Linked DNA regions of Pan troglodytes: region 2 is linked to region 1. Evidence: chromatin contacts called from public Hi-C data. All regions are on one chromosome and are shown on one strand. Each heading gives the region's core, a stretch centred on a gene start, on an enhancer-like site or on the middle of the called end of the contact. The rest is flanking DNA. Distances are from core to core; before and after follow the strand shown. Region 1 has its middle 61 kb from the start of BNIP3L. Region 2 overlaps DPYSL2 (dihydropyrimidinase like 2).

Region 1 (5,771 bases), core at 2,795-5,294:
GCTTTACTGTCCTTGGTAGAGAGCATGTCCTGCTTCATTCTCAGGAGGGATCTCACTGTGAGGTGGCTACGATTATTCTCTGCCCACCCTGGTTGCATCTGGCTTACAGAAGACAATCCCAGAAGAAACAGTCTCCCCCAAAGTCCGCAGCAACCCTTCCACTAGGAGTCTACTCCTGCTTACACAAGGCCCATGCTCATGCCTCACCCCACTGCTGTGTCCGGGGCTTCGTGGTATCCTGATGGGCTAGCGTGGGTCACACTCCCACCCTTTGAGCCATGGGCCCACCTAGTCCAAATCATAACAACCGAACAGGATGATCACAGGTTGTGGAGATGAGTCTGCCAAAGTGATGCTAGGCAGTGCACTTTCTTTTTTATTTTTAAAATATTTTTTGCATGTATGTATGTATGTGAGACAGTCTCGCTCTGTCGTCCAGGCTGGAGTGCAGTGGCAAGATCTCGGCTCAGTGCAACCTCTGCCTCCTGGGTTCAAGCAGTTCTCCTGCCTCAGTCCCCCGAGCTGTGATTACAGGCATGTGCCACCACGCCCGGGTAATTTTTGTATTTTTGTTAGAGATGAGAATTCATCATGTTGGCCAGGCTGGTCTCCTGACTTCAAGTGATCCGCCTGCCTCAGCCTCCCAAAGTGCTGGGATTACAGGCGTGAGCCACCATGTGCAGCCAGTAGTGCTCTTTCTTTACCTCTGCCCAAATGAGGGCAAGGAGATGAAGCGTGGCTGAAAGCATCAGCCTCTTCCCGGCTGTCCTGATTGCATGGGCCGCTTGTCCACTGGACAGGTACTGTTCCTGCCGGGCCTGCTCGTGTGGTTTGGACAGATGCCCAACTGTCAGGCTCACTCTGTTCTGTTCAGGGAGCTGGCATTTGCTCCAGTTTCCTCACCTGCCCACAGGGCAGGTGTGTGTCTCTGCGCCCCAACCCCCTTGTCTTACGAGGCCCACTCTAATCCAAAAGGACCTCGTCTTTACATAATCGGATCTGCTACGATACTATTTCCAAATAAGGCCATGTTCACAGACATATGAATGGTAAGAGCCAGTGGGCCAGGTTGCCCATGTGAGGGAGCCGGTCTCCGCACCTTGAATTTCTCTACTGTTCTGGCCTCTGGGGCCATGACATTGAGGACGGCTGGCCACTGGGCATTGCTCCTTGCACCATTTTCTCTGGGACTCCCTGATACATGTGAGGTTCTTCTTTCTCAGGCCTCTTTGCGGTGCAGGGACCCCCCACTCCCCCATTGCCTAGTACTCCAAACTGGCCTAGGTCTACCTCTCCCAGCCCAAATGTCCTGAGGTCCGTAACTGGATTATGACTTCATAAACACCCTTCCCCCACCCTCACCACCACCACTCCCAGCATCTGAGCTGGAAGACTGCTCGTGTCCTTCCAATCCACTTCCCTTCCCTGTTGTTCATCCTCACATTTCTCTAACCACAGGCCAGCAGAGCTAGAAAAAACCCTAGGACAACTAGTCCAGCAACGGCGAAACATTCATTTTAACCTTAGTTCACATGGTGCAGCCGCTGCAGAAAACGGTATGCGAGTTCCTCAAAAAATGAAACATATGATCCAGCAGTTTCACTTCTGGGTTTCTGGGTATATTCCCAAAAAAACTGAAAGCAGAAACTTAAATAGCTGTTTGTACACCCATGCTTATAGCAGCATTAGTCACAATAGCCAAAAGGTAGAGGAAGCCCAAGTGTATATCAACAGATGCATGGAGAAACAAATGTGTATACATACAATGGGTTATTATTCAGCTATAAAAAAGGAATGAGGCCAGGATCAGTGGCTCACACCTGTAATCCCAGCATTTTGGGAGGCCAAGGTGGGCGGATAACCTGAGGTCAGGAGTTCAAGACCGGCCTGGCCCACTTGGTGAAACCCCCGTCTCTACAAAAATGCAAAAATTAGCCGGGCATGATGGCAGGTACCTGTAATTCCAGCTACTTGGGAGGCTGAGGCAGAAGAATTGCTTGAACCATGGAGGCGGAGGTTGCAGTGAGCCGAGATCGCACCATTGCACTCCAGCCTGGTTGACAGAGCGAGACTCTGTCTCAAAAAAAAAAAAAAAAAAAAAAGGAATGAAATTCAGATACATGCTACAACATGGATGAACCTTGAAGACATCATACTAAGTAAAATAAGCCAGTCACAAAAGGATAAGCAGTATGTGATTCCACTTATATGAGGTACCTAAAGTAGTCTAATTCAAAGACAGAAAGTATAATAGTGATTACCACGGGTTGGAGGGAAGGAGAAGGGGAGTTATTGTTTAATCGGTATAGAGTTTGGGAAGATGAAAAAGTCCTGGAGATGGACAGTGGTGATGGTTGTACAATAATGTGGATGTACTTAATGCCACTGAACGGCACACTTAAAATGGTTAACATGGTAAATTTTATGTTATGCATATTTTACAACAGTAAACTAGTAAATACACAGGTCCTGTTTATTCTTTTTTTTTTTGACAGAGTCTCACTCTGTTGCCCAGGCTGGAGTGAAGTGGCACAATCTCAGTTCACTGCAACCTCTGCCTCCCAGGTTCAACTGATTCTCTTGCCACAGCCTCCTGAGTAGCTGGTATTACAGGTGCCTGATACCACACCCGGCTAATTTTTACGTTTTTAGTGGAGACAGGGTTACCCCATGTTGCCCAGGCTGGTCTCAAACTCCTAACGTCAAGTGATCCGCCCACCTCGGCCTCCCAAAGTGCTGGGATTACAGGCATGAGCCACCACGCCTGGCCATTAATTTCTTTATTCAAGTCTTTTACGTCACTTTTTGCTTCTGAGATGTGACCAAGATGGGAGTTAACCTTTCTAAAATCAATGTAGTATTTGCAATTTTTCTTTTTTGGGGAGACAGTTTTTACTTTAGGACCTAAGGGCTTGTGACTGTTATTTCTCCCTTTTAAAAATGAGTGTAAAACCTTTGTTTCGTTCATAATTTGCCCCTTGACTTTCACTTTGTATAATGTTAGGTTTATCACCTCTGCTGTCTTTTCTGGTTTGTATTTCATTCACTGCTTCCTTCTGGAAATAACATACTGCTCCTACTATGTGCCAGGCCTGTTCCAGGTACCGAGAATATAGCAGCAAACAAAACAGACCAGAGCTCTATCCTGGTGGAACTCACATTCAAGTTCGGGGGATGGTAAACCAAAATACATAGGAAAAATAAACTTTTGTATTATCTGCATGTTGGACCCTTTGTAAGTCAAAGGTCCTCGCAGATCCGCAGGCAGGTGGGGAGCAGCAGAATATCACGGACACGCGTTAGAAACTTGGGGACCCACCCTCGACCAAGTGAATTCGCATCTGTGTTGTAGGAAGGTCCTCAGGTGATTCACAAACGCATTCGAGTTTGACTGCGGCAAGGGCTAAGGAAAAAAAAACTAAGCAGTGAAGGGACTGAGGAGGGACTGTGAATTGCAGGAGTAGGGGTGCTGTGATTTTAAAACCAGTTGCCAGGGAACAGGGAAGGCCTGGTTTGGAAGAAGGCCCTTCTGTAAGATCTGAAGGGGGTGGGTATCCGGGAGAAGCCACAGCAGCAAATGCGAAGACCCTCGGGCTTCGACGCAGGGGCCTGCTGTTCAGAGAGGCTGGGGCAGAGCCAGCTAGGGGCAGCGTGGTCCCTGGTGCAGCCGGCTCATTTTTACTTCGTCTGTGCTCTGTGTTTGGGGTGTGTCCTGCGGCACCGTCCCTGAGCGCTGGAACGTGCGCGGCCCTGCAGGGCAGCGCGGCCGGGGAATGCACCGAGCTGCGCGCTTCCAGCGCCGTCGGTCTGGGGTTTCTGCCATTCTAGCTCCCAAGGCTTTTCTATTTTGGGCTTAAAAAGATGCAGAGTCCCCTTTTATTGGTCAGGCTTGTAGCAGAAGGTTCCGGTCCAAGAGGACCTTTTGGATTTAGTCCTTTCTGTCGGCTCCCGCAGTCAAAACCCCCTTCCCTTAAACTCCGCCTGCACTCGAGCCGTCTCTCTACACCATGGAACCTGCACAGAGGCGTCCAGGCCAGTACACCCGAGCCGGGGCAGACGGAGAACGCCCCTGTGCTCACCCTGCCCTCGGCCTTGCGTGGGGAAGAAGCTCTGGGTCTGACCCTGGCGAGTCACTGCGTCTCCCGACGCGCGCTGCTCCCTCTGCGAAAGGGGGAAATATCAGCGGCCCAGCTGGGGGGTTCTGACCCAAGTGGGGTCACTTCTAGGGAAGCTGCTGTGGCCAGAAAGCACTGCACAAGAGACTAAGTGTAGCGCGCCGCCCTCGGCTAAACCACGGCTGTGCGGACCACCCTGGACCCGCGCCCCGATCTTCTGGTTTCTTCTGCACAGGGAGTTGTGAGGTTGCTACACCCCCGGGTCTGGATTCCGCACCCGCAGCGGCCCCCGCACGGTGACCACATACCAGGGACTCGACCGAGCATCTCCAGCCACAGGATTCCCCGGGGGAGCGTCCCCGAGCGGAGGAGGGGAGCGATTGGCTGGGAGGGAGGTGGGACGAGCGGTTACGCCGGCGCCAGGACACTGCGGGGCGGGGACCAGGGGACGGGCGGGGTGCGGAGGAGGGGGGAGGACGGAGTGGGACAGGAGAGGGGAGAGGAGAAGGAGGGAGGGGCGGAGGAGGGGAGAAGAGGGGACTGGGACGCGGTGACCCGAATGGGGAGGCGGGGCAGAGGGGACGGGGTGGGGGAGGGGAGAGGGCCGGTAGGAGTGGAGAGGGAGGTTGTAGGGGAGAGGAAAGGGGGAGAGGGACCCACTGGGTAGGGAAGAAGGAAAGTGGGGTGGAGTGAGCGAAGAGGGGACAAGGGACTGGGTGTGGAGAGAAAACGGAGCTGAGTGGGGAGGAGAAGAAAAGGGAGAGAAGCGGAGAGGGGCGAGCAGGAGGAGGGAGGGCGGGGCGCCTCCCAGCAGTCGGGCGCAGGCCTAGGGTCCTCCCCTCCCCCGGAGGCCGACGTCCCCGGGGCGTGATTAGCAGCTCCTTGGGGAAGAGGACGGAGCCAGAGCTGGGGGCGCGGAGGTCTGGGCGGGGCGACCCGCGGCGCTGCTTGTGGCCGCGGCGATGGCGCGGGGACCGGGGAGGTTTGTCCAGGAGGGCGCTGGTCACACCGCGTTTCTGAAGCTTTCGATTCCTCTTCGGCTCTGCTCTCTGCAGCCGCCCTGCCTTCCCTCTGCGCGTCTGAGCCGAGTCCCCGGCGCCCAGGGGCGGGGCGGCGGGGTGGGGACACTCATGGACCCCCCAGCGAGGACCTGCTGGGTGCGATCCCGGGCGCACGGGATGTGCAGCTACAGTGACTACATGGTCACCCGAAGGACCCTGAGAGAGGGGCAGCTGTAGGGGGTCCTTGAAGAGGGTCTGACCGCGGGGTTTGTGAGCGTCAGCGCGGGGGAGGCTTGGGCCTGGAAAGATGTGGGAGATCTGGCCGATAGAGACGTGAGTGCCCCAGAAAGGGGGGCCGAGGTGGTGGAGGCGGGCGCGCGGCTAGCTGGGGTCCAGGACAGGAGGGGCGGGAGGCAGCCGGGAAGGCCTCAGGCAGGGCCAGCGAGCAGCACCTCCTGCAGCCTGCCAAGTGCAGGTACGAGGCCACCCCTGGCCTCACCTATGTGTGACGCGTCGAGGTAACCTTTCTGAGCGTTGACTTGTCCACATATGCCAGTGGGGCAATCTCTGAGGGTGATGAACATGTGTAACATATGGGAAGCTGTATAGTGGCCTTCCCAGCGTGGCTGCTTCATAAACTTAGTCCCTTTCCCTC
Region 2 (5,803 bases), core at 2,071-4,570, 200 kb after region 1:
GAGGACGGCACCCTGCATGTCACCGAAGGCTCTGGACGCTACATTCCCCGGAAGCCCTTCCCTGATTTTGTTTATAAGCGTATCAAGGCAAGGAGCAGGGTGAGTAGTTTTGTTCTGATGAATTTTTTGTTAAATCACAAATTAAGTTCAAGGCCGCAAACATTTATTAAGCACCTTGAGACAGAATATTAAGATGAATTTAGTGGATTCCAGGGATAAGAGGGAGTCTGAATTTTTTATTCCTGGCATTTAAAATACTGGAGAAGGAGTCAGGCGTGTCCACAGAGAGCCCTAGCAAAGTGAGATCATGGTATATGCTATGATAAGGAGTGTGGAGTAAGGACCCAGAGGAGGGAGCCACTGCCCATAGCTGGGGAGAGTGTCATGGGGAGAGGACATTTTGAGTTGGGCTTTGAAGGTTAAGTAGGAGTCTGTCAAGTCAAAGAAGGGAGACGAGGGAATTTGATAAGAGTATCATGAGCATAGAAAATGTACAGTGTATTCAGGGCATGTGAAGCAGGAAAGAGATGGAGCTATAAGGGAATTAAAAGGAGAATGCAATTGGAAAGAAAGTTTGGGGCCAGATCTTGAACATGATACCAGATCCGCCTCACAGCATGCTTAGGGGATTCTTACAGGGTTTAAAGTTGAAGTGTCTTGGGGGGAAAATTGTAAGGCGTGTTAGTTTTTGTAGAGTTAACCAGTTACTGGACCTTGTGGGGAGTTTTGGCCTGGCATGGTGGGAGCTGGCCCCACACAACACCTGTCCACCTGTCTGTAAGGAGAGCCCTCCATCCCTAGATCTCACAGGCCATCCTCCCTCCAGGAGGGTTTCTAGAGAGGTATCCTCTGTGGCTGTGGCCTGAGCTGGGGGGACTCTTGTGTTTTGCAGCTGGCTGAGCTGAGAGGGGTTCCTCGTGGCCTGTATGACGGACCCGTGTGTGAGGTGTCTGTGACGCCCAAGACAGTCACTCCAGCCTCCTCGGCCAAGACGTCTCCTGCCAAGCAGCAGGCCCCACCTGTCCGGAACCTGCACCAGTCTGGATTCAGTTTGTCTGGTAGGGTTGGGGCTTGGGGAGGGCACAGTTCTGCAGGGCCAGCTCGCTGGTGCTGGCGAGGCTACAGTTGCATTTGGAAAGGACACAGAAATAGAAGTGAATGATATTCCCTTTCTCTCCAACGTGAGAAATACAGTGGACTCAGATCTCTGGAGATGTATTTTCTTTTTCTTTTTTTTGAGACAGGGTCTCGCTCTGTCACCCAGACTGGAGTGCAGTGGCACGATCTTGGCTCACTGCAACCTCCACCTCCTGGTTCAAGTGATTCTCATGTCTCAGCCTCCCAAGTAGCTGGGATTACAGGCATGCACCACCATACCTGGCTAATTTTTGTATTTTTAGTAGAGACGGAGTATCACCATGTTGGCCAGGCTAGTAGAACTCCTGACTTCAGGTGATCTGCCCGCCTCGGCCTCCCAAAGTGCTGGGATTACAGGTGTGAGCCACCGGGCCCGGCCTAGCTTGGCCTGGAGATGTATTTTCATAGTTAATGACTGGTTGGGTTTCAGAATCTTGAGATCAGTTTGTGTCACACAATGCCCATACTGTGTTTTACCTAATATATTAAGAAGACATTTGTTCAATTTCTTAGGTCCATCATAAGAAAGGACACTGTGGTATTTCAGGACTTCTCTCCTACAGTATATTGTAGTTTAGCTTGTGGAGTCTGGAGTTTCAACAGCCTAACTTCAGAGCTCAGCTCTGGCTGTGCCTCAGTCTCCTCGCCTGTATAATGGCAATAATAGTAGTTGCTCCCCCGTGAGGTTGTTGTGAGGGTTAAATGGGTTAATATATATGTACAGTGCTTAGAACGGGGCCATTTGAGAACTGTTAGTTGTATTTGCTTGGGTAATTTGTGTGATATCCCCTTGGTGAGAGGAAAGGGTTCAGATTTTTAAGTTTCCTTGCTTGAAACTTCCTTCCCGTCTTTCATTTGGCCCATGACTAGAACATTCCACTCTTGTAGCTCCCTGGGCCACGGATTCCTATGGCGTATTAAAGAAATTGTTAAACCAGTGAGAATTCTTTTTTCTTGCTGGTTGTGTGGGTTTTTAGAAAGTTACCTGTGTCCCATATATGGATTACCAATTTTCAAAACATTTAAAAATAATGAACGTTACTTTGTTGTAAGTAAAACGTGTATAATCATGTCTGTGTTATCTGATCTCTCAAGGCTGTTCCAATATAAGCTGCCGTCGTTCCTCCTACTTGTGATTCTGTGTGTAGGATTAGGGGATTAGAATGCCAGAAGAGGGCTATGTCCTCAGAAAAGCCACAGCCAATTTGACTAATCAGAACAGGGGACAGGACAGAGTCTAAGATGTAGTGATATTTTGTATATAGTTTTACTTTCTCCAGTAATAGATCCAACAGCCTTTATACAGTGTCTGATTCTTTGGTTACCTTAGGCTCATCTCCTTTTTAAAAAGTTTATTTTTATTTTTAGAGATATAATAGTATCTCACTGTGTCACCCAGTACCCAGGCTAGAGTGCAGTGGTGCAATCACAGCTCACTGCAGCCTCGACCTCCTGGGCTCAAGTGATCCTCCCAGCTCAGCCTCCCCAGTAGCTGGTACTACAGGCTTCCATCGTCATGCCTGGCTAATTTTTTAATTTTTTTTTTTTTACAGAGATAGGCTCTCACTGTGTTGCCCAGACTGTTCTCAAACTCCTGGACTCAAGCAATCTTCTCACCTCAGCCTCTCCAAGTGCTGTTAGTAGGATTCCAGGCATGAGCCACCATGCCTGGCCTCCACCTCCTTTCTGTAGTCTAAACTTCAGTGAGGTTTTAAGAGAAGAACAAAGAACGTGAGGCCGGGCAGGGTGGCTCACACCTCTTATCCCAGCACTTTGGGAGGCAGAGGTAGGAGGATTGCTTGAGCCCAGGAGTTTGAGACCAGCGTCAGCAACATAGCGAGACCCCTCTTTACAAAAAATTTAAAAATTAGCTAGGTATGGGGACCTGTGGCTGTGGTCCCAGCTTCTTGAGGGGGCCGAGTGGGAGGATGGCTTAAGCCCAGGAGATTGAGGCTGTGGTGAGCTATGATGGTGCCATAGCACTCTGGTCTGGAAAACAGAGCAAGACGCTGTCTCCAAAAAAAAAGAATGCGACTAGCACTTTTCCTCCTGAGCTGTGAGATTTCACCTTCAAGCAGGATCTTGTGTGACCGTCCTGGCCCCTCACCCGCTGCTCTCTTCTCCTCTCCCTCCAGGTGCTCAGATTGATGACAACATTCCCCGCCGCACCACCCAGCGTATCGTGGCGCCCCCCGGTGGCCGTGCCAACATCACCAGCCTGGGCTAGAGCTCCTGGGCTGTGCCGTCCACTGGGGACTGGGGATGGGACACCTGAGGACATTCTGAGACTTCTTTCTTCCTTCCTTTTTTTTTTTTTTTTTTTTTTTTTTAAGAGCCTGTGATAGTTACTGTGGAGCAGCCAGTTCATGGGGTCTCCCTTGGGGCCCTGCACCCCGTCTCTCACCAAGAGTTACTGATTTTGCTCATCCACTTCCCTACACATCTATGGGTATCACACCTAAGCCTACCCACCAAGCTCATACAGGGAACCACACCCAACACTTAGACATGCGAACAAGCAGCCCCCAGCGAGGGTCTCCTTCGCCTTCAACCTCCTAGTGTCCGTTAGCATCTTCCTTTTCATGGGGGGAGGGAAGATAAAGTGAATTGCCCAGAGCTGCCTTTTTCTTTTCTTTTTAAAAATTTTAAGAAGTTTTCTTTGTGGGGCTGGGGAGGGGCCGGGGTCGGGGAGAGTCTTTTTTTTTTTTTTTTTTTTTTAATACTAAATTGGAACATTTAATTCCATATTAATACAAGGGGTTTGAACTGGACATCCTAATGATGCAATTACGTCATCACCCAGCTGATTCCGGGTGGTTGGCAAACTCATCGTGTCCGTCCTGAGAGGCTCCAGAATGCCCACCCGCATCGCCATTCCGTAGTCTTCAGGGTCAGCTGTTGATAAAGGGGCAGGCTTGCTTTATTGGCCTAGATTTTGCTGCAGATTAAATCCTTTGAGGATTCTCTTGTCTTTTACCATTTTTCTGCGTGCTCTCGCTCTCTCGCTCTCTCTTTCTCTCTCTAGCTTTTTAATTCATGAATATTTTCGTGTCTGTCTCTCTCTCTCTCTGTGTTTCCTCCAGCCCTTGTCTCGGAGACGGTGTTTTCCTCCCTTGCCCAGTTATCTTTTCACCTCCCAGGTCTACCATTTCATGGTGGTCATTGGGTCCGCCTAAAGGATTTGAGCGTTTGCCATTGCAAGCATAGTGCTGTGTCATCCTGGTCCATGTGGGACTGGTGCTAACCACCTGCCATCATGAGGATGTGTGCTAGAGTGTGGGACCCTGGCCAAGTGCAGGAATGGGCCATGCCGTCTCACCCACAGTATCACACGTGGAACCGCAGACAGGGCCCAGAAGCTTTAGAGGTATGAGGCTGCAGAACTGGAGAGATTTTCCTCTGTGCAGTGCTCTCTGGCTAAAGTCACGGTCAAACCTAAACACCGAGCCTCATTAACCCGAGTGAACCAACCAAAGTCACCAGTTCAGAAGTGCTAAGCTAATAGGAGTCTGACCCGAGGGCCTGCTGCTTCCTGGTTAAGTATCTTTTGAGATTCTAGAACACATGGGAGCTTTTTATTTTCGGGGAAAAACCGTATTTTTTTCTTGTCCAATTATTTCTAAAGACACACTACATAGAAAGAGGCCCTATAAACTCAAAAAATCCTTGGGAAACTTAAAGTCCGTTCTACTTTGCAAGAGGAGAAATGTGTTTCATGAACGATAGATCACATCAGAACTCCTGTGGGGAGGAAACCTTACAAATTAAACACATGGCCCCCTTAGAGACCACAAGCGATGTCGTATCTCCATCCTTCCCTCTCCTTTTCTGTCACCTTTCCCCCTAGCTGGCTCCTTTGGACCTACCCCTGTCCTTGCTGACTTGTGTTGCATTGTATTCCAAACGTGTTTACAGGTTCTCTTAAGCAATGTTGTGTTTGCAGGCTTTTCTAAATACCAAATCTGCTTTTTGTAAAGCGTAAAAACATCACAAAGTAGGTCATTCCATCACCACCCTTGTCTCTCTACACATTTTGCCTTTGGGGATCTGGTTGGGGTTTTGGGTTTTTTGTTGTTGTTGTTTATTTGTTATTTTAAAGGTAAATTGCACTTTTAAAAAAATAATTGGTTGACTTAATATATTTGCTTTTTTTCTCACCTGCACTTAGAGGAAATTTGAACAAGTTGGAAAAAAACAATTTTTGTTTCAATTCTAAGAAACACTTGCAGCTCTAGTATTCACTTGAGTCTTCCTGTTTTTCCTGTACCGGGTCATGGTAATTTTTGGTTGTTTTGGTTGTTTTCTTAAAAAACAAGTTAAAACCTGACGATTTCTGCAGGCTGTGTAAGCATGTTTACCTGTTGGCTTGCTTTGTGTGTCTGTTAAATGAATGTCATATGTAAATGCTAAAATAAATCGACAGTGTCTCAGAACTGAATAACTGCAGTGACTTGATGCTCTAAAACAGTGTAGGATTTAAGAATAGATGGTTTTTAATCCTGGAAATTGTGATTGTGACCCATGAGTGGAGGAACTTTCAGTTCTAAAGCTGATAAAGTGTGTAGCCAGAAGAGTACTTTTTTTTTTGTAACCACTGTCTTGATGGCAAAATAATTATGGTAAAAAACAAGTCTCGTGTTTATTATTCCTTAAGAACTCTGTGTTA

What was found. Hi-C and Micro-C count contacts between places; a contact is called where the count stands out from the background.
Region 2: a contact with region 1 is called in a Hi-C map of induced pluripotent stem cells, with 1.9 times the contacts expected there. The contact joins two enhancer-like sites. A contact is called at or near these places in 2 of 7 Hi-C or Micro-C datasets (induced pluripotent stem cells and stem cell-derived neural progenitor cells) and 1 of 1 datasets of contacts at active chromatin or transcription factors (stem cell-derived excitatory neurons).

Annotation. Positions count from the first base shown.
Region 1 is chr7:34,798,052-34,803,822 of NHGRI_mPanTro3-v2.0_pri, forward strand. No RefSeq gene overlaps it. Among named protein-coding and RNA genes, the nearest start is that of BNIP3L, 61 kb to the left of the region's middle. Within about 2 kb of position 4,045, at least 21 of the 24 cell types and tissues checked have an H3K27ac peak or open chromatin away from gene starts, as enhancers often do. A contact at or near this core is called in induced pluripotent stem cells, where this site is marked.
Region 2 is chr7:35,002,456-35,008,258 of NHGRI_mPanTro3-v2.0_pri, forward strand. It overlaps DPYSL2 (dihydropyrimidinase like 2), which reads left to right. Exons shown (of 14, transcript XM_001161598.8): 12 at 1-99; 13 at 893-1,058; 14 at 3,273-5,803. The coding sequence ends at 3,364. Among named protein-coding and RNA genes, the nearest start is that of DPYSL2, 140 kb to the left of the region's middle. Within about 2 kb of position 3,321, at least 3 of the 24 cell types and tissues checked have an H3K27ac peak or open chromatin away from gene starts, as enhancers often do. A contact at or near this core is called in induced pluripotent stem cells, where this site is marked.